Linked DNA regions of Rattus norvegicus: region 1 is linked to region 2. Evidence: chromatin contacts called from public Hi-C data. All regions are on one chromosome and are shown on one strand. Each heading gives the region's core, a stretch centred on a gene start, on an enhancer-like site or on the middle of the called end of the contact. The rest is flanking DNA. Distances are from core to core; before and after follow the strand shown. Region 1 overlaps Pald1 (phosphatase domain containing, paladin 1). Region 2 overlaps Adamts14 (ADAM metallopeptidase with thrombospondin type 1 motif, 14).

Region 1 (4,126 bases), core at 43-2,542, 98 kb after region 2:
CCTCAGGCCTGTTTCTTCTTCAGTTAAATGAGTCTACTAGAACCTGCCCTGACTTCCTGTCCTCCTCACTGAGATCTGGAACAGACAGGCTTCTAAGTTCTCAGAGAGGCAAAGCGGTATGGTCTCCACAAAGCATTCTTCAGAAAGCAAAGGCGTCTGCAGCCAGCTTTGCCTCAGCTTGTTCTCAAACTCATTCTGCAAGGAAGAGAGAGGGTGCTACAGCCTGCTCTAAATACAGACGAGTAAGAGCGACTGCCGACAGCCAAAGCCAGGTTCCGAAAGTGCCTGCTGGCATTAATGTGTCTAACAGAGTGTCCTTAGACGTTTCTATCATAAATACTTTCCCCTTTCCAAGTCCAAAAGGAAACAATCGATTACCAGCTAGATCAACCTGGGGGCTGCTGGCCATGTTGGAATACCTCAGTAGGGCCCAGATTCCTCGTACTGCTCCCCGCTGCCTCATGTCCATGCCAACCCCACAAAGTGGCTCATGTCAAGAGACCATCTCTCCCATTCTACTTCTGTGTGAGGCAGGTAGGTATTTAAAAAATGTTTATTTGTGTGTTGGAATTGACCCTGTGACCTTTCTAAGTCTAATGCACCCTCTGCACCCTAGGATCCATTATATTATGCCAAGTCTAACATGTCAGCCTCGAGCAGTGTGGGCACACGTGAATGTGTACAGAGGTCAGGTCAGAGAGTCTATCATCTCCTTCCACCATGCAGGTCCAGGAGATAAAAGTCAAAATACCAGTCTTGGTAGCAAGCGAGCTTACTCACTGAGCCCTTAAGGCGGTTCTTAAAAAAATTCTGTGAGGGGTTGGGGATTTAGCTCAGTGGTAGAGCGCTTGCCTAGGAAGCACAAGGCCCTGGGTTCGGTCCCCAGCTCCGGAAAAAAAAAAAAAAAAAAAAAAAAAAAGCTAACAGAGAGACCTTGTCATGCGCGGACGGGGACACACACGCGCGCGCGCACACACACACACACAATGGCTGGGCTAGGTCTCTAAGGTCAGGAAACTAAGGCAAGTGGAGGTCGATGTGGATAAGCCAGAAGGACTTAGGTATTTCCACTTGGCATACTTCATACAACACCAATCACAGTGGTATTGTCCTCAGCCACCACCGTGAACTGCTCAGGAGCTGAGGCATTTGTGGGCCTCTCTTCACCTCGTTAGAACACAGCCTAGCACAACCTTCTCCTCGGTCTGACTCAGTGTCGGCACACACCAAGTGAGGCTAGCCTCAGACACAGCCCACTGAGTACTTAGAGCCTACACTGCCCCACCTGTGAGGAAAGTGTAGCGCACGTGTACAAAGGTCAGAATGAAGAAGCTAAAATGAAAGTCACTGCAGCCCAGCTCAGCAAACTCTGGGAGCCGCTCTGCACCCCTGGACCATTTATATTACACCACGTCTAACAAGCGAGCCTCGCACAAAATTCCTAGCTATCCATGGGGGGGGGGAAGGGGGGCGCACAGCGGCACACAGACCACTCCTTCCCACTTCTTCCCATGAGAGAGTAGTGACCTCCCATTTTCCTGCTTCTCTGTGGCCCTGGGGTCACTTTATTGCCAAAAGCAATCCCAATGCCAAATGCCAACCACATGTTCTTAACCCCTTCCGACTAATGTGTGAGTGGATTGCTGAAGCAGGCAGGGGGCTGGGAAAGACCAGCTCTGAAGGGTGAGGGGCAGAAGCCAAGTTGCCACACGCTGCTGGGATCTTTACAGCCTTGAGGTTGCGTTCTGCTGGGAGAACCTGAGATGGACAGAAGGTCGAGGGAAAACTTGAAGTGGGTAGAAAGCTGACTGGCACATTCCCAGGCAGTGAGTCTGATGGAGGAGGTACATCCCCCCCCCATGGAGCCCGGGCCCATGTCCTTCCGGAGTTGAGTAGCATCTCTGACCCCCACGAGGAGCCCACTGGCTTACTCGGTGCAAAGCTTGGCAGGCGCCGGCAGAGACCAGCTGCGGACCTCCACTTTAAAACCAGAAGGCAGGGGCTTGACTAAACCTTAAGATACTGAAGGTAAGACCCAACTGCCAGTTCCTAGGAGTCAGTTCATAGGGTGAGTTGGAAAAGAGATGGCCCCCATTCTAGAGCCGCAGCAAGCCTCCCCTAGGGCCATCTAGAGGTCGTGAGCTCAAATTCAACATAGACCAGAGAGGGGCATGAGTCCCATGCCCGCTCTGCCACAAACTCACTAGGGACTTCCTGCGGCCTGCCTTCCCATTCCATGGCCCACGGCCTTGTCTGTGACCACACACTGGACTCTGAGGGTGTTTTGAACTCTGAGCAATGTTAGAGGACACTGGTCCCAGAGATGGATCCTCAGGGCTCTCCCTTCTGCTGAGTGTTCAGGTCTGCTGCCTACAGCCATTTTGTTCCATGCCCTCTGCTTAGCTGATCCAACTGGAAGACAGGGAGCGATCGTATGGGCTGGACTGATTAACAGTAGCAGCTCCACAGGTGAGACCCCTACACGGAGTCTGTCAGCCAGGTGAAAATCTGCTCAGGCAAATATAGACTAGGGGCAGGAGATAGAAGCGCCAGTTACTGGGGAAGGTTCCCCCACCCTCACCTTTGACTTAGGTAAATTGTTTGGGCCAAATGGAATAGGCACCCAAAGACTGCCAACATCTATGTTGCCTCGTTCTCTGGGCCTTTTTGTATATCAGACCCAGAGTACAGAAAATGGTTTAGCCACCCTTCACTTCAGATAGATGTCTGGCTCTCAAATGGAGACCCTGATTGTGGGGGACAAGGTATGTACTTTTATGCTACATTAGGGCTGTAAAACATTAGCTCTCTCGGTAACTGGCCACAGCAGGGCCTCCTAGCATGAGAGTCACAGCACCTGTTAAGGGAGATGACAATTTCAAATGTTTAAGCCAACAACGGCTAATATAAGAGTTTGTTTAGCTACTCCCCTGGCCTCAGAGAAAGTGTTGAGTCAATGATTTGATTCACTGGATCAATTCTAGGGGGCGGGGTGTGTGCTGAGGTCTGACCCCCTCCATCCCCCATCCCCATCCTAGCTGTAGCCATTTTGCCCCATGCTTGCTGACAGCTTTTTCTTATTGTTGCTGTAACATGCCTGCCAGTCACTGAGACAGAGAAGTGACTTGACTCAGAGCAGGGTCATGCTGACCACATGTTATGTTCTGAATGTTCTGAGGTTTGTTAATCTTAAAGAAATCCCACAAAGCTTTACATGGGACCCATCAAGTTAAAGGTCAATATGAACCGTTATGTCTAAAATGGCCTGAGTCAGAGCTGACCATTGGGCTACACTTCCCGCACCTGCGTATGAGCTCATTGTGGCTTTTGAGGGGTTTCCCCCCATTTATAAGCCTGCCCTGAGAACACACTGGTACCAAATATTAGGCTCCCCAGTCCTTTTTACGGTCCTAATCTATCAGTCTTGAGGTGTGCGTTCAATAACTATTTTTGCTCAACTGGGTCAGTGTTCATATGCTTTGTGTGGAGTTCCTGAACCCCAACACTGAGCCCAGCCCTATGAGTATAACGGGTGAAGACTTCCAAACACTGCCCCCCAGGAGGAACATGATTCAGCCTGGAGATGAAGACATGAACGGTCAGAGGCAGAAAAATCATCTCCTTCAACATCTACACCCCGTCTTCCACCTGATGATCTCTTCTGGCTCCTCACCCCTTCCATGGAACTTGGCTCTCTGTAGCCGCTGGACAGAGCCGATCCCGCTGTCCACTCTGATCACAGGTGTTTCCACAGGGCAGCAACAGTGTGACTTTTCAGTCTGGAAATGCTCTGCAGAAACCCTGTACTCTCACCCATGTGTAGTTGACCGGAGCCCCTACTGCGCATGTGTAGTTGACTGGAGCCCCTACTGCGCATGTGTAGAGCTGGCCTCAGCTCTGGGCTTCTGAGCTGAGCATCTCGAACAGCTCAGGAGACATCTCAGTCCACTGTGATCTCAGGCAGAACAGAAGCCCAAGCCTTTCCACAACGAGACATGCAGAAGACCTTGGAGGAAGGAGACTGCCCTTCTTGCTAATGGAGGGAACATCCAAGTCTCCAAAAGCTGCTGTCCCCAAACCTCAGGGCCATGAGAAATCAGGAATGCAGATCTTCCCAGCACTGACC
Region 2 (4,418 bases), core at 438-2,937:
TGCTCATCCAGAGAACTTGGGTTCGATTCCCAACATCCATATGGTGGCTCACAACCATCTGTAACTCCAGGTCCAGGGGCCCCATGCCCTCTTCTGGTTTCCCTGGGCACTGCATGTGTGTGGTGAGCACAGACACATAGGCAAAACACCCATAAGCATGAAATAAAAGTAAATCTTAAGAAAAACTTTTAGGGGTTGGGGATTTAGCTCAGTGGTAGAGCGCTTGCCTAGCAAGCGCAAGGCCCTGGATTCAGTCCCCAGCTCTGAAAAAAAGAAAAAGAAAAAGAAAAAAAAAAAAGAAAAACTTTTAATCAAAGTCATCTTGCGGCACCGTCAATTACATATCAGAGAGTTCTGCCGCTCAGTGGTGGAATGCTAGCCTGGCACATGGAAGGCCCTGGTTCAATCCTGTCCTAGTGAACAAAGGGGGAAAGGGTTTATTTAAGATGACATTTCCTGGTCACAGGCCATCATGAAAGGAAATCAGGACTTGAACTTAAGGCAGGAACTGAAGCAGAGGGCATTGAGGCACGCTGCTTACTGGTTCATTCCCCATGATTTCCTCAGCCTGCTTTCTTTTTTTTTTTTTTTTTTTTTTTTTTTTTTGTTCTTTTTTTCGGAGCTGGGGACCGAACCCAGGGCCTTGCGCTTCCTAGGTAAGTGCTCTACCACTGAGCTAAATCCCCAGCCCCCTCAGCCTGCTTTCTTATCAAACCCAGGACCACCAGCCTAGGGATGGAGCCACCCACAGTGGGCGGGCCCTCCCCTATCAATCATCACTCAAGAAAATGCCCTACACACGTGCTTATAGGCAATCTGATGGAGGCACTTTCTCAATTGGGGTTTGTTCCACTTCCCAAATAACTCAAGCTTGTGTCAACTTGAGAAAAACGTAGCCAGGACAAAGGTGAGGGTGGGAGAGACAGAAGAGAGAGGGAGACTGTATAGGTTACAAAGGAGACTTGAGCATCTACAGATGTGGGGATGCGGGGTGGGGTCTTGGGGACACTGAGGGACAACTCTCCTCATTTCTGTCACTTGCTCAGCAGGCCAGATCTACTCACCAAGGCTTTCAAAGACCCTTGTTCTGACTGCCATCCAGACTAGAACACTGGCAGACAGGGTAGGCCCTGTCCTCCCAAGCTCCCTGGTCCAATCCTCTGGGTCTTGGCATCCTTATCTGTGTATACCCCTGCCAGTCTTGGCCCTGGAGTCAGGAGCTCAGGGGTGATTCAGTTGGTACTACCTCAGTACTCTACCCAGGCCAGAAAAGTGCCTGGGTAGGGCCACCATATTGGCAGAATCTACCCCCGCACAGGGTGCCACAGTCAGAGGTATGGCTACCTGGCAGGTCCAGGAACCTCTCCTCCCTGGGACACATCCACAGGGGCCCCTGACAAGTTCCACCCTGGCTACACACCCAGGGCTTGGCCCAGCACCCTCAACCTCCTTGGCTGTGGAGAGGGATAGTCAGGGAGCAATCAGAAATCGCGTTCCCTGGCTGGACAAAGAATGGCCGCAAGGCACACCCATGGGGCGGGAAGAACAGCAAATCGGTTTCCTTGCTTCTTACCTCTGAACCTAGTTCAAGGCCAGCCTTGGCAGGTTTCCTAGGTTAGGTTTGACATCACCTGTTGGCCTGAGGTAGCCAGCGGGTGTGTACCAGAAAAACAAGCAAAGGTCAGGATGTTGGCCAAGGGGAGACAAAAACGGCAGAAGGGAGGGGACAGGTGAAGAGCGCTGGGTCTGCACGGGTGAGCTGCTGCTCTCAGAATAACTACTGTGTACCAGACTTTGTTTATCACTCCCACCCACGTTAGCGAACTATTCCCGTCTCATAAGCAAGAGAACAAGGTTCTCTTTCTTTCCTGAATTCACTTCTTCCTCTTGTGTGTGTATGTGTGTGTGTGGATGCAGGTGTGTGTGTCCAAGTCTGTGTGTATACCCCATGTGCAAGTGTATGTACTCATGCCAGAGGAAGACATTGGATGTTCTGGTCTCTCGATTCCCACTTTAGTCCCTTGAGACAGGGTCTCTCACTGAACCTAAGCCAGCAGCCAAGGGAGGCCCAGGGCTCCTGCTGCATCGGACTCCCATAGTGCTGAGGTTAAAGGGCATACCCAGCTTTTTATGTGAGTACCAGGGATTTGAACTCGGGTCTTTGTGTTCACTGTAATGGCTAGGGTTTTTTTTTCCTTAATTACTGATATGGGAGAGCCCTGCCCTCTGTGAATGGTGCCACCCCTAGGCAAGCAGCCCTAGGGCATATAAGCAGGCTGGGCAAGCCATGGGGAGCAAGCCATTAACAGTGTAGGGACCCTGCTTCAGATTCTCCTCTGAAGCAGTCTGCAACGCAGAAATATGAACTGAAACAAGCCATTTCCTCCACAGGTCGCTTTTGGTCAGTGTTTTACCACAGCAAAAGAAACCCTAACTAAGACATGTGCACAGCAAGTTCTTCCCCACTGAGCCACTTCCCCAACCCCCAGGATGAACACAAGCTTCTTGAGGTCTGGGGGTGTAGGTAGGAGGGTGCTTACCGAGTGCCTATGAGGCTCTAGTAAAAAGGGCTTGCACGATGTAATCCTAGCTCTTAGGAGGTAGAGGCAGGGAGACCAGGAGTTCAAGGTCATCCTTAGTCACATAGCAAGATCTTGTTGAAGGGAAAAAGGGAAAGAGGGGGAAGAGAGAGGGAAGGTGGGAAGGAGGGAGAGACAGAAGGAGGGGCCATCCAAGCTTCTGAGAAGCTAAGTCACTTTCCAAGGGCTCCCCCAACAGCTGGGAAGTGGGAAGCCGGGATTTAAACTGATATCACCATAACTCTCTGGCCCCAGTTTACACTCATGGCTGTTCAGACAGTTTCTGGGTGACAGTAGATGGGCTTCCCATAGCCCAGTACAAAAAAAGAGAGCTCAGAGGACACAGCCCTTTCGCTGCACCCAGGGTGTGAGCTACCATAGAGCCATGCCAGCAGGAAAACAGACGCTGAACTCCTGGGCCGGGCTGCAGGTGTGTCTCTCTGTCCCAGCAGCACATAGATAGACACAGCTGTGCCTCCTCAGGCTTCATTTCAGAAACATGGCTCCTGAGAGGGTAGGTTCACGCAGAGACCCTATTGCCCAGTGACTGTCGGTCCCACGTGAGCCACAGTGCAATGTGGGGAGGTGTGGAGGGCTGATGAAGATGGGAAGCCACGGGAGCGCCATGCTTCTGAGCCCCGAGCCTTCAGAGGGACTGATACGGAGAGAAGGCAGCTTCTGTGATAGAGAGAATGAAAAAGAAGACACCAGGGGAAGGGAACACTAGGCCACAGGTCTGTATGCCTCTGAGCTTTCTGGAACCTTCTCCCAAACACCTTTGTTTCCCAAAATACACAGAAGACTTCTCAGGTTGCAAAATGGAGTGGGGCAGGGTCTTCCCAGCCCAGTGTTCAGCAACACAGCGCCAGGCAGTAGCAAAGACCCCTTCCCCAACACCCTGTAACCCTACAGGTGTCAGGTGCCCACAGCCCTGGGCTAGGAGAACTCCACTTTTTCAGACTCTGAGCCTGAGGCAGGAGGGCCCTAGCTTGTTTGTGGCTAGATAGGTAAACCAAGTCCCCACGAGACCACAAGAGGGCTGTGGGAAGCCTTCCTCCTGTTCCGCACCAACACCAGCCTCTCCTGTGCTGGGGCACAGAGCTGCATGGAGCCCGGTGTACAAAATTATGCACTCCCTCTCTCCTGAGGGACAATGCTCAGAGGAGCCACAGGATAGACGGTCCACTTCTGTCAGAGGGCTCAGGCAGGTTTCAGGCCACGAGAGTAGGGATGGTGCCAAGAGGCAAGACCCTGGAGCCTAAGGCCACCTATGCTCACACACCAGGTAGCACTAAGTGCTGGCCCAGCCCACCCTATCTGGATCCTCCCTGCCATCAACTCCCTGCCTAAATCCCAGCAAGCATCCCAGACAGAAGAGGCAGCCCCGCCTCCCTGTTTGCTTGCTTTTTAAGAATTTCAAACATGTATATAATGACATATGACCATGGCTTTTTCCTCATGTCTGTCCAACTCTCCTCATGACTTTTGAGCATATTCCCTCCCAACTTCACATCCCTCTCCCTCTCCCTCCCCCTCCCCCCCTCCCTCCCTCTCTTGCTGTAACCCACCAAGTCTAGTTAGTGTTATCCATATGTGCATGGGTGTGAAACCATCTGATGGAGCACGTGCCAGTGAACATATCTTCGATTAAAGAGAGATTCTCCACTTCCCTTTCACTGCCACGATTCCTAATATGGAGAGGGCCCGGAGACCATCGGCCAGCCCTATGAGTGTAGGGATTTTGACTGACTTGTTCTTGTACGGATCTTGTGCAGGCAACCAGAATCATGGCGGTTCATGTCCAGGTGAGAGCATTTCACCTAGCCCCTCCCTCTTACA

Evidence for each region. A called contact is a pair of places that touch in the nucleus more often than the background predicts.
Region 1: a contact with region 2 is called in a Hi-C map of liver, with 4 times the contacts expected there. The contact joins two enhancer-like sites. A contact is called at or near these places in 4 of 12 Hi-C or Micro-C datasets (hepatocytes, kidney and liver).

The regions. Positions count from the first base shown.
Region 1 is chr20:29,822,074-29,826,199 of GRCr8, forward strand. The region is part of intron 17 of Pald1 (phosphatase domain containing, paladin 1); the gene reads right to left. Among named protein-coding and RNA genes, the nearest start is that of Pald1, 25 kb to the right of the region's middle. Within about 2 kb of position 1,293, at least 4 of the 93 cell types and tissues checked have an H3K27ac peak or open chromatin away from gene starts, as enhancers often do. A contact at or near this core is called in liver, where this site is marked.
Region 2 is chr20:29,723,649-29,728,066 of GRCr8, forward strand. All of the region lies in intron 4 of Adamts14 (ADAM metallopeptidase with thrombospondin type 1 motif, 14), which reads right to left. Among named protein-coding and RNA genes, the nearest start is that of Adamts14, 37 kb to the right of the region's middle. Within about 2 kb of position 1,688, at least 2 of the 93 cell types and tissues checked have an H3K27ac peak or open chromatin away from gene starts, as enhancers often do. A contact at or near this core is called in liver, where this site is marked.